Regions from separate parts of the Mus musculus genome. Here region 1 is linked to region 2. The links are chromatin contacts, called in public Hi-C maps. All regions are on one chromosome and are shown on one strand. Each heading gives the region's core, a stretch centred on a gene start, on an enhancer-like site or on the middle of the called end of the contact. The rest is flanking DNA. Distances are from core to core; before and after follow the strand shown.

Evidence for each region. A called contact is a pair of places that touch in the nucleus more often than the background predicts.
Region 1: a contact with region 2 is called in a Hi-C map of Th2 cells, with 2.5 times the contacts expected there. The contact joins two enhancer-like sites. A contact is called at or near these places in 1 of 15 datasets of contacts at CTCF or cohesin (liver), 16 of 484 Hi-C or Micro-C datasets (B cells, CD4 T cells, ECoMG myeloid progenitors and 10 more), 2 of 115 datasets of contacts at active chromatin or transcription factors (T-cell acute lymphoblastic leukemia and Th17 cells) and 3 of 9 other capture datasets (adipose tissue, liver and pancreatic islet).

The regions. Positions count from the first base shown.
Region 1 is chrX:57,236,276-57,240,839 of GRCm38.p6, forward strand. It overlaps Arhgef6 (Rac/Cdc42 guanine nucleotide exchange factor (GEF) 6), which reads right to left. Exons shown (of 22, transcript NM_152801.2): 18 at 4,319-4,412; 19 at 2,891-2,968; 20 at 711-810. Among named protein-coding and RNA genes, the nearest start is that of Cd40lg, 26 kb to the left of the region's middle. Within about 2 kb of position 2,011, at least 9 of the 459 cell types and tissues checked have an H3K27ac peak or open chromatin away from gene starts, as enhancers often do. A contact at or near this core is called in T follicular helper cells and Th2 cells, where this site is marked.
Region 2 is chrX:57,163,873-57,168,373 of GRCm38.p6, forward strand. No RefSeq gene overlaps it. Among named protein-coding and RNA genes, the nearest start is that of Gm14718, 35 kb to the right of the region's middle. Within about 2 kb of position 2,924, at least 4 of the 459 cell types and tissues checked have an H3K27ac peak or open chromatin away from gene starts, as enhancers often do. A contact at or near this core is called in T follicular helper cells and Th2 cells, where this site is marked.

The DNA of each region.
Region 1 (4,564 bases), core at 761-3,260, 71 kb after region 2:
GCTCTTAACTACTGAATCATCTCTCTAGGCCCTAGGTTTTCGTTTTTATTCTGTCACTTACTGTCATTTTGAACATGTGTAACCAGTTTTCTTTTTGTCTTGTCATGGCTACTACTTACTTTATATATGAAATAAGGATAATACTACATCCCTTGCAGCCTTCACAAGGCTAATGATGACTACTATATCAATAATAATGTTCTTAATAACAATAATTACTATAGATGGGCATACATTTTTGAGTGCTAACCTTTATAAAGGTTATAAAACATTTTGTGATCAAAAAATAACACAGAAAGTATCTCCATCACTCACATTTTACAGATGAGGAAAACAAATTCAGAGAGGTGGAAGAGCTAGCCCAGGGTGACACTAACAATAGCCCAGGCAATAACCCTGACAATACACAGCAAATTGAGAGAAGAACTTGGACTCTAGCCTGTTCTCTTGAGCAGGACTATGTATGTGCAGCATCCCTCCACGGCCTTTGCATCAGCTCCTACCTCCAAGTTCCACCCTTGTTTGAGTTCCTGCCCTGGCTTCCCTAGACGTTGGAGAGTGACCTGAGAGTTGTAAGCTGAGATAAACAGTTTCTTCCTCCAACTTGTTCATGGTTATAGTGTTTTATTATAGCAACAGAAGCCCTAAGACAGGATGTCATGCCTACTTTAGGCCCCAGACATGTCAAGAAAGCAACATTCTCTACTCACTTCTCTTCAATGATGGTCTGCCCATTACTTCTGGTTTCTTCAATAATGAGTTTCTCTTCCTCGGGGAGTAGAACTTGTGGAACAGAATCTTTACGAGTACCTGTAAGTGATGATCACGATCATGTAAGATGGGGTAGGGAGTTATCAGAGGCAGACCTAGGTATTTGTTCCTTTCTATTGTAGTTACAGCAGAGACATTCTTCATGCCCTTGTACTCAAAGGGCAAGCATGCCACTTTTACACTTCCCGATAGGGGACTCTAAATGACCAAATGACCTTATTTTGTCTTCAAGAAGGGGAACTGATGTGGTAGGAGTCCCAGACTTTTCTGTTTTCCCTTTCCCAGAGCAAAGAGCTCATCACTGATCACCCAGTCTCTGCATGCCTCCAAGAGTCACACAGCACATCCCATGATCACTGGGAATTCTTTAATTTCAGTGAAGATCGGGCTGAGAGGCAGCACTGCTCTGGGGTACAACACGGCAAAACGGGCTGCAGAAGCAGCACTCGTTCCTTCCATGGTCCTCTAGGAAATGCAGAGCAGCCTAAAGCTATTTTGGTGGTGGGTACAGTGGAGATGGGAGATTATCTCAGCAACAAAACTCAGGTTTCTTCACTTCTCTCTGCCCACACTGCCTCTCCAGCCTGGCAATCTAGATCCTTCCTCTCTGGGTTCAGAGACATAATCTTTGGTCTGTCTAAGCCACTGTCTAGGTCACTGTTTTGGAAGAGTATCCTGCACAGAGGTATACATTCACTGCTTTCCTTGACCACTTCCATTTCCCCAGAGGGAAGATGTGTTTCCCTTTCTGTGTTCGGAGAATGGCCCTTCATCAGTATGCAGAAGATAAATGGATGGATAAAAGAAAGCCAAGAGCAGTCATTTCTAGGGAAACAGGACATTAGACTGGCCCATGATGCTGCTGAAATGTTGGCCACATCTGAGTGTCAAGCGGGATACTTCCTACATGTCCAAGGGAATGTAAGAAGGAGGAACAAAACTGCTCTTTTTCTTAGGGCAGATCACATGCCTGAGCTTTTACCTCTGAGTACAGGGCTAGACACCAAAGTAGAAAAACAAGTGGCTCAGAGGTGAGGTAAGGTCAGATTTTGTATGAGGGATGCTCTGGTGTCTCCTCGTCCCCATTTCCACCCTACCTTTCACAATAAAAACTTCTCTCACTCTCCTCCCCCAGCTCATCAAAACTTATTAGAACCGAGCATGCCAGAAGTGCAGCCAGGTTGCATCTGTGGTACACTGTCCCTGTTCACAGTGAAATGTATTGATTTCCACATCAAATGCTTTCCTTTTGTGACAGCCTGTGAGATGTGTTACTTTGTGTTAAGGCAGTCTCTTATGAAATCCCTCTCATTCCGAGTAAGCAGCTGGTCAGCAGCTGTGAATACTACAGCACCAGGGGATGTTCATTCCCTATGCAGATGAGAAAAACTCTCTAAAGGGGCCAGTTCAGTAATGGCGTAAAGTCTGAGATGAGAGAAAACGAAATATATAATCTATGTGACCTAGAGTGCGAAGAGCACAAGGGTTTGTCAAAAGGCATCACCCAGCTTTCAAGGGTATAACCTAAAAGCTGTTTAGGCAAATGCCCAAATCTCACAGCTCCTTGAGACATTTTATACATTGTGAAGTCTCAGCTGTGTAGCTACATTTTTCGGATTTTCAGAGCAACTTTGAAACCCAAGTCTGATGAAGCATCGCTCACTTCAATACATAGCTGATGAGAGATAGTATTCTGACTTCCTTTCCTATTCTGCCTATAAGACGAGATTAGCATCAGTTTGCAGACACAGGAACTCTCTGGGCTCTTTAATTCCTAACTAGTGCTGGTGGAGGTATCTGTGTAGATCAAAAGAGAGTGACTTTAAAAAAATTTTTTTTCTCATTTCTATCACCTCTAACATTTTCCCTCTTGCATCTCTTTCTCTCTGGGTGAAAAGCAACAGTTCATAAGCAAACCACCCAGTAACTAAAGCACCTTATCTGAAAGATTCAGTCCTGCACTTCTGCTCTGCATTGAGTCACATGCTTTTCATACCCTGCAAACCCAAACCCCATCTTATTGAAGGTTTTTTTTTCCTTCTAAGAGACAGTGAGCACTAAACAATAAAACCCCATTCATTAGCAAAAGCAGTGTGGCGAATTCTAATTGAGCCATTACCTTGTTGAAAACTGGCGCTGGTGCAATAAGCTTCGATCACCTTAAGAATCTGAGCATCCTCTTCCAGGGCAGCAGTACCTGTCAAATTTAATCAGTAATAACTTTTGCTACATATATGACCCCAAACACTCAAAATGATGTGTTGTGCCCATCACTGCCAAGGGTTCGCAGTGTTTCTGAAAGGCAGGTAGAAATTTGTTCAAGCCCCACGAGGCAAAAGAATGCTATCAAGAATAACCCCAAGAGTTCTGGGGTCATTACCCAGGGGAAGGAATGTTGCTTTGAAGTTCAGAACTCTAAAGCAGTAAGGGTTTTATTAATAATCTCTTGAAGGCTAAAATGATGGCAGTGGGCTTGGTTTTGCTCTAACTCTCATCCAGGACACCAAAGTCTTTCTATCAATTAAATTTCAAGACTTGCCTTCTTTAAGAGTCTTTTCCTGTTGACCCCACCCATCTTTTCAACCAGCCAGATATCACTTATCATCTCCCCAACTCAGTCTTTAAATACTCAGATGGCAATGTTCCACTAATAAGTTTAGGTAACAGTGGGGTTGGAGCTTCAGGAGTTGAAGTTTAGCAAAGATATAATTTTAATATATTATATTATATTACATTATATTATATTATAATTTATTATATCATATCAGAGTCTCATACAGTCCAGGGTTACAGCTAACTTGTTATGTAGCTGAGGATGAGTTGAAATTCTGATCTTCCTACCTCCACCTTCCAAGCAGGGATTAGAGGCACATGCCACCATGCCTGGTTTATATCATGCTAGGGATCAAACTTTGGGCTTTGTGCATGCTCAACAAGCACTCTATGAATTAAGCTATGTCCCTAGCCACAGGAAAGATTTAACTAAACTATACTTGCAACTGATATATGCATTGCTTGCTAAAACACTGATGTCTCCATGTATGCTCCCAAAGTTCCCTTGTTCACAATTTTAGAGTCAAATACAGACATATCGATTGTCTGGCTGACTTTGTAGGCATCTCCTAAATACAGCTCTGTTTTCTGATGTCAGCAGACTGACTCCATGGGCAACTGAGGACATCCCTGAGCATGAGACTGTCCGACCGATTTCTGTCCTCAGGTCCATTTGGTTTTTCAGAAAAAAATATTCCAGGCATCAGAAATCTAGAGGGAAAAATGTGCCCTTAGAAAATGGGTACCAATTGGGGGATCTAAACCAGGTGGGGTGAGGTGATGCAGCATGAAAATGGTCCAGACTGATGTCTGTCAGAGTCAGCAGGAAGTGCAGCAGGAGGAAGCTTATTCTGAAGTCTTAGAAGTGAGCAAATTTTCTGTGTATTTTTTTACAACAGATGATGCCAAGAACAAACTGCTCTAATTATCTGCTTTTTAAACATTGTCATGTTAGTTCACCCATAAATAACTTTGCAAAAGTACAGGCACATACTTTTCCTAATCACGTATTCTTCCTCGGATGCTTTCCTCTCCGTCTTTCTTTTGTGAAGAAACTTCTTCATTGTTTTGGGGCTCTTACTAGATTCCTGTAAGGGTAGCAGTTTCTCCATGAATTAACATTCTCTTCCAAACACGAATGAAAATAAAACAAATAAAATGAATCGGAATACATCTCTCATCGCGATAACATCCATTAGGGAAGGGTCAGACTTTTAGATCACACATACTATAAATGGCT
Region 2 (4,501 bases), core at 1,674-4,173:
TTTTTGTTTAGCTGCTGTTTCTGTTTTCCTCAGTGACCTGGTTTTATTTTTGTAAGTTTGAAAGACATTTTTAAAGTCAGGTATAGTGATACGTATATCTGTAATCTCAATACTTGGGAGGTTGAGGCAGGACCATGAGTTCAAAGTCACCCTAAATTACACGTGAGATCCTGTCAAAATACACCAAAAGATATTCCAAATGCATATTGGTAATACTATGCAAGTAGGAAAAAGGGGGGGTTAAAGTGGCTTAGAAATCTGTATTTTAAAGAAACACCCCAGATAATCCTGATGCAGCTGATGCAACAAAACCAGCTGTTTAATTTTTATTTACATTCCACTTAAAATTTAAAATTTGTAACATTTTTCCAGGCATGATGGTGAATACCTTTAATCCCAGCACTTGAAGGCCAAAGGCAGGCTGATCTCTGAGAGTTTGAGGCCAGCCTGTTCTACAGAATGAGTTCCAGGGCAGTGTAAGCTACATAGTGATACTCTGTCTCCAAAAAGAGAATTGAAATTTTGATACATTTATTCTTTGTCTCTGCACACCCCTCTTCTCTTTGCAGTAAATTCTGGTGTCTTTGAGAGTAAGTTATAGGAATCTTAGCATCACTCACCTCTAAATACTTCCTTCATTCTGTATTTCTTAACAAGGATACTACCTGGCCAAAGATTAAAGTCATTATCACTGCCAAGAAATTTGACATTGATGTAGTAAGTTAATACCAAGAGTTCACATTTGCCAATATATCCCACAACACTTTTTAAAAAGCTATTTTTTGATAACATGCAAAATAATGAGTTTAATCATGGCAGTTAGCGGCCTGTTCTTTTTGTTTGTTTTTCCTTACTCCACTCCTGGCCCTTTACGAACAACGTTTTGGGAGGAATTGCTCTATGGCTGGGTTTCTTGCTGGGCTTCCCCCTCCTTCTAGATTCTTTGTCTTTTCCTGTTGTTCACAGTGTCTCATGTTTTCTACCAGGATTCTCTCATAAACCTGCTGCATCAAGGATTCTCACATACTCCCTACCAAGTGCCCCAAGGGCATCCATCTTTCTCATCTCCAAGTCCAATAGCCAATTTTTGGACATCCTTTTTTTTTTGCCACCAGCAGCATTTGACAGAGTGGATCCTTCTTTCCCAAGCCAACATCTCCTCCCAGTGTTTTTCCTATGTCATTGATCAAGCTTTTGCATCCTTAACTGGTTCCTCCTTGAAAAGAAGTGGCCTGGACCGACACGTCCACATTCCATCTCTGCTCCTATTTGACTCTTGCAACCTATTCTCAACACAGGAGGTCCTTCAAAACATTAAGTTAGACCATGCCCTTCCTCTCCTCCACTGGGTGGCTGCTACCGCCCCGTCTTAAAGGACTTTAAAACTCTTATTATTGTTACACCCAGAGAAGCTGGGCCTTCTCCTTGCCCTTCAGTCTTATGCATACCTATGCTTTTGGAAGTGCTTGATTCCCACGTGTGAGCAGCTGTGAGACCAAACAAAGAGGCAGGCAACACAGAACTGTACTAAGTGTGGTGTGTTTAGGGTCTACTTATAGAACCATGCCATGGGTAACAGCAAGACAGAAGGTGCCCCACCTTCCATGGGGGGTTAGAAAGTACATCATATACTCCCTATATGAACTCCAATAAACTGTATGAACTTGTCTTGTTTTCCCTGTCTACTCAGTCTACTTCAGTACCATAAGGTTTCTGATAGGTTTCAAGTTATGCTTCTACCAAAGGCCTTTGCAGTTGCCCTAGAGAGCCACATAAATTATTCCCTTACCTTTTGGGAATACTTAATATGACTCTCTAGGGGTCTACTAAAATGTCAACTTCTCCGTGAGTCCTTCTTTTAATCTATAAAATAGCAGTCCCCTTTCTTTCTTGCCAGCACTCCCCAGCTCTCTCTTACCATGTAATATTGTCTGTCCATCATCACCATCATCATCATCATGATGCTATATTGTGGAGTCCTCTGTGTCTTAAGGTTTCTCTTTCCTTGCACTATGTTGTAAACTCAGAAAAGGAAGTAATGGTGTTTTGTTCATAGCTGTATCCCTACTAGCGAACTAGCTTAGCACCCAGGGGTCGCCCCACAAATGAGGAAATGACTGGAGAAGGGACCCTCTAGGTACTTATCCAAACAAGGAGATCTATAAGGATATCCAGTAAACTGGCCACAGTCGGTACCACTGGAGGTTGAGATTTCAGGATGAGCACATTGATGTTTGACTTGATAGACTTTTATTTTTATTGCTTTTATTTTAAAATCACCTATGCATGTATATGCACATGAGCATGCATATTTGTGTGCATATGGGTGCCAGTGAAAAGATGTATGGAAGCCAGAGAACAACCTCAGGTGCCATCCTCAGGAATGTTGTCTACATCCTTTGAGATGAGGCCTCTTGTTGACTCACTTCTTAAGGGTGACTGGCTAGCATGCCTGTTAACAAGATGGACCTAGCTCTACTTCTTTGGCACTTGGACTTTGTTATGTGGTCCCAGCGAGGGAACTCGCACTCTCATGCTTGTAAAACAATGGCTATCAACTGAGCTGTCTCTTCTGCCCATGCATTTTTATTTTATTTTTTTTAAGCACAGAATCTCATGTAGCTCAGGCTGACCCCAAAATCTCTGTGATTCTGAGACCGGCCTTGAGCTCCTGCCCTCATGCCTCCACTGTCCAAGTGATGGAAGTATGGGTATGCAGAACAATGCTTGGTTCATTGTTTACACTTTTATAGCAAGGCAGGTTACTTTTATAACTATAAAGTAAAGACCAACAGAAGCATTTTAAAACAAAAAGAGTTTGAAAAAATGCCAAAAGATTAGGAAAGCATTTTGGGCAGCAGGTGGCAGGATTGTTTCAATGCTCTACTTCTCTCTGCCAGATTGGTGTACATCAGGAGCCCACGGGCATGCTAGCCTGGCATGACTAGAAGGCCAGGAAGACTGACATGAATCTGTTAAATAGAAAGGGTTCCAATTAACAGTGCTATGTGACCAGCTGCTACCAATGGGCCCCTGGGTGTAGGCTTATCATAGGTTTTTAAAGGTACTGTGGGGTGTGTGTGTGTGTGTGTGTGTGTGTGAGAGAGAGAGAGAGAGAGAGAGAGAGAGAGAGAGAGAGAGAGAGAGAGAGAGATATTCTCCATAGCAAGAACTGGTAAGATGCAAGAAAAAAAATAAGCATACAACTGTAATCTCAATACTGAGGATTCTGAAGTAAGAGGATTAAGCAATCAATGTCAGGCTGGGCTATAAGTAACTTTAAGTTTAGTAAGACCCTGTCTCAAAATCCAAACCAAACCAAAACTTATAAGTTAATAAAGTTTTTCTACAGCTTTATTGAAGTATATCTGATTCACAAAAATCTGTATTGATTTCATTTTTACACAGATGTACACACTCATTATATCACCTCCACACCTAAATGGGTGTCAAGTGCAGATCCCATAGATAGGAGCCCACCCATTGGTTAGATTATAGAGTTTATATTACATTGCTTACTCAAGAGGGTGCCAGTTTGGGGATAGCATTATTATATACACACATTCTCCAATGTCAGTGGGCTACCAGGGTACCTTGCTTTAGGACACTGAGACATTTGAGAGCAATGTATTTGATGCCTTGCAAGTTTCATGGCTCCAGTCTGCACATCTCTATAGATATATATTTGAAGAAGAAAATTCTAGAAATACAATTTTAAGATACCCTATCCCTCCTCCAAGCTTTTATTGTAACTTCCTTACAGCTGTTATCATGAGAGACATGTTGAAGCAGAGTGACTTTGTTCTATGATGCTTTTGAAAGATGTAGCTCTAAGAATGAACTCATCAACAGTTAAGCCACACTATCCCTTACACTACTCTGGTGTAAGAATGTACTGCATATCCTGCCCAAGATTGGGATTTTCTTCAAGTTTCTCCCCCTTGCCAACCCATTCCCTCTACATCCATAGGCCACATAGAGACACATACACATGTGCCTACACCGGTGTGAATATACATCTGTCTCAGGGCAGGAAGCTCTCATAAAGCCTATGTTCCTTTGTACTTTACCCTGCCAGATACCAGGCACAATCTCCTCCCACCACCCTGAGGCTGAAAGATTGCCTCAGTGCTAAAGAGCCAATGCTCAGCATCCTAACAAACATCTGCTATCCCAACTTTCCTCCTCCACTCCACTCTAAACACTCAACTTAGTATCTTTCGTGCACATTCCTCCATCGAGGTCTCTTGGAATGCAAGCAAGAGACCCATTAAAACTGGTTTGGTAAAAATGTGTCAAAGCATCATGGAGACACAGATAAAATGAAGATCGCATCCTATAGCATTCTTAAGCACCCAGAACAATACAGTTACCATTCCTGGCTTTCTCTCCAGAAGACCAAATCTTGTCCTCCATCTCAGTTTCTTTCTGTATATCTATTGTATTCTTTCCTTTTTACTTACTAGATACCTCAGAACTTTTGCCCTTATTATGTGGCCTC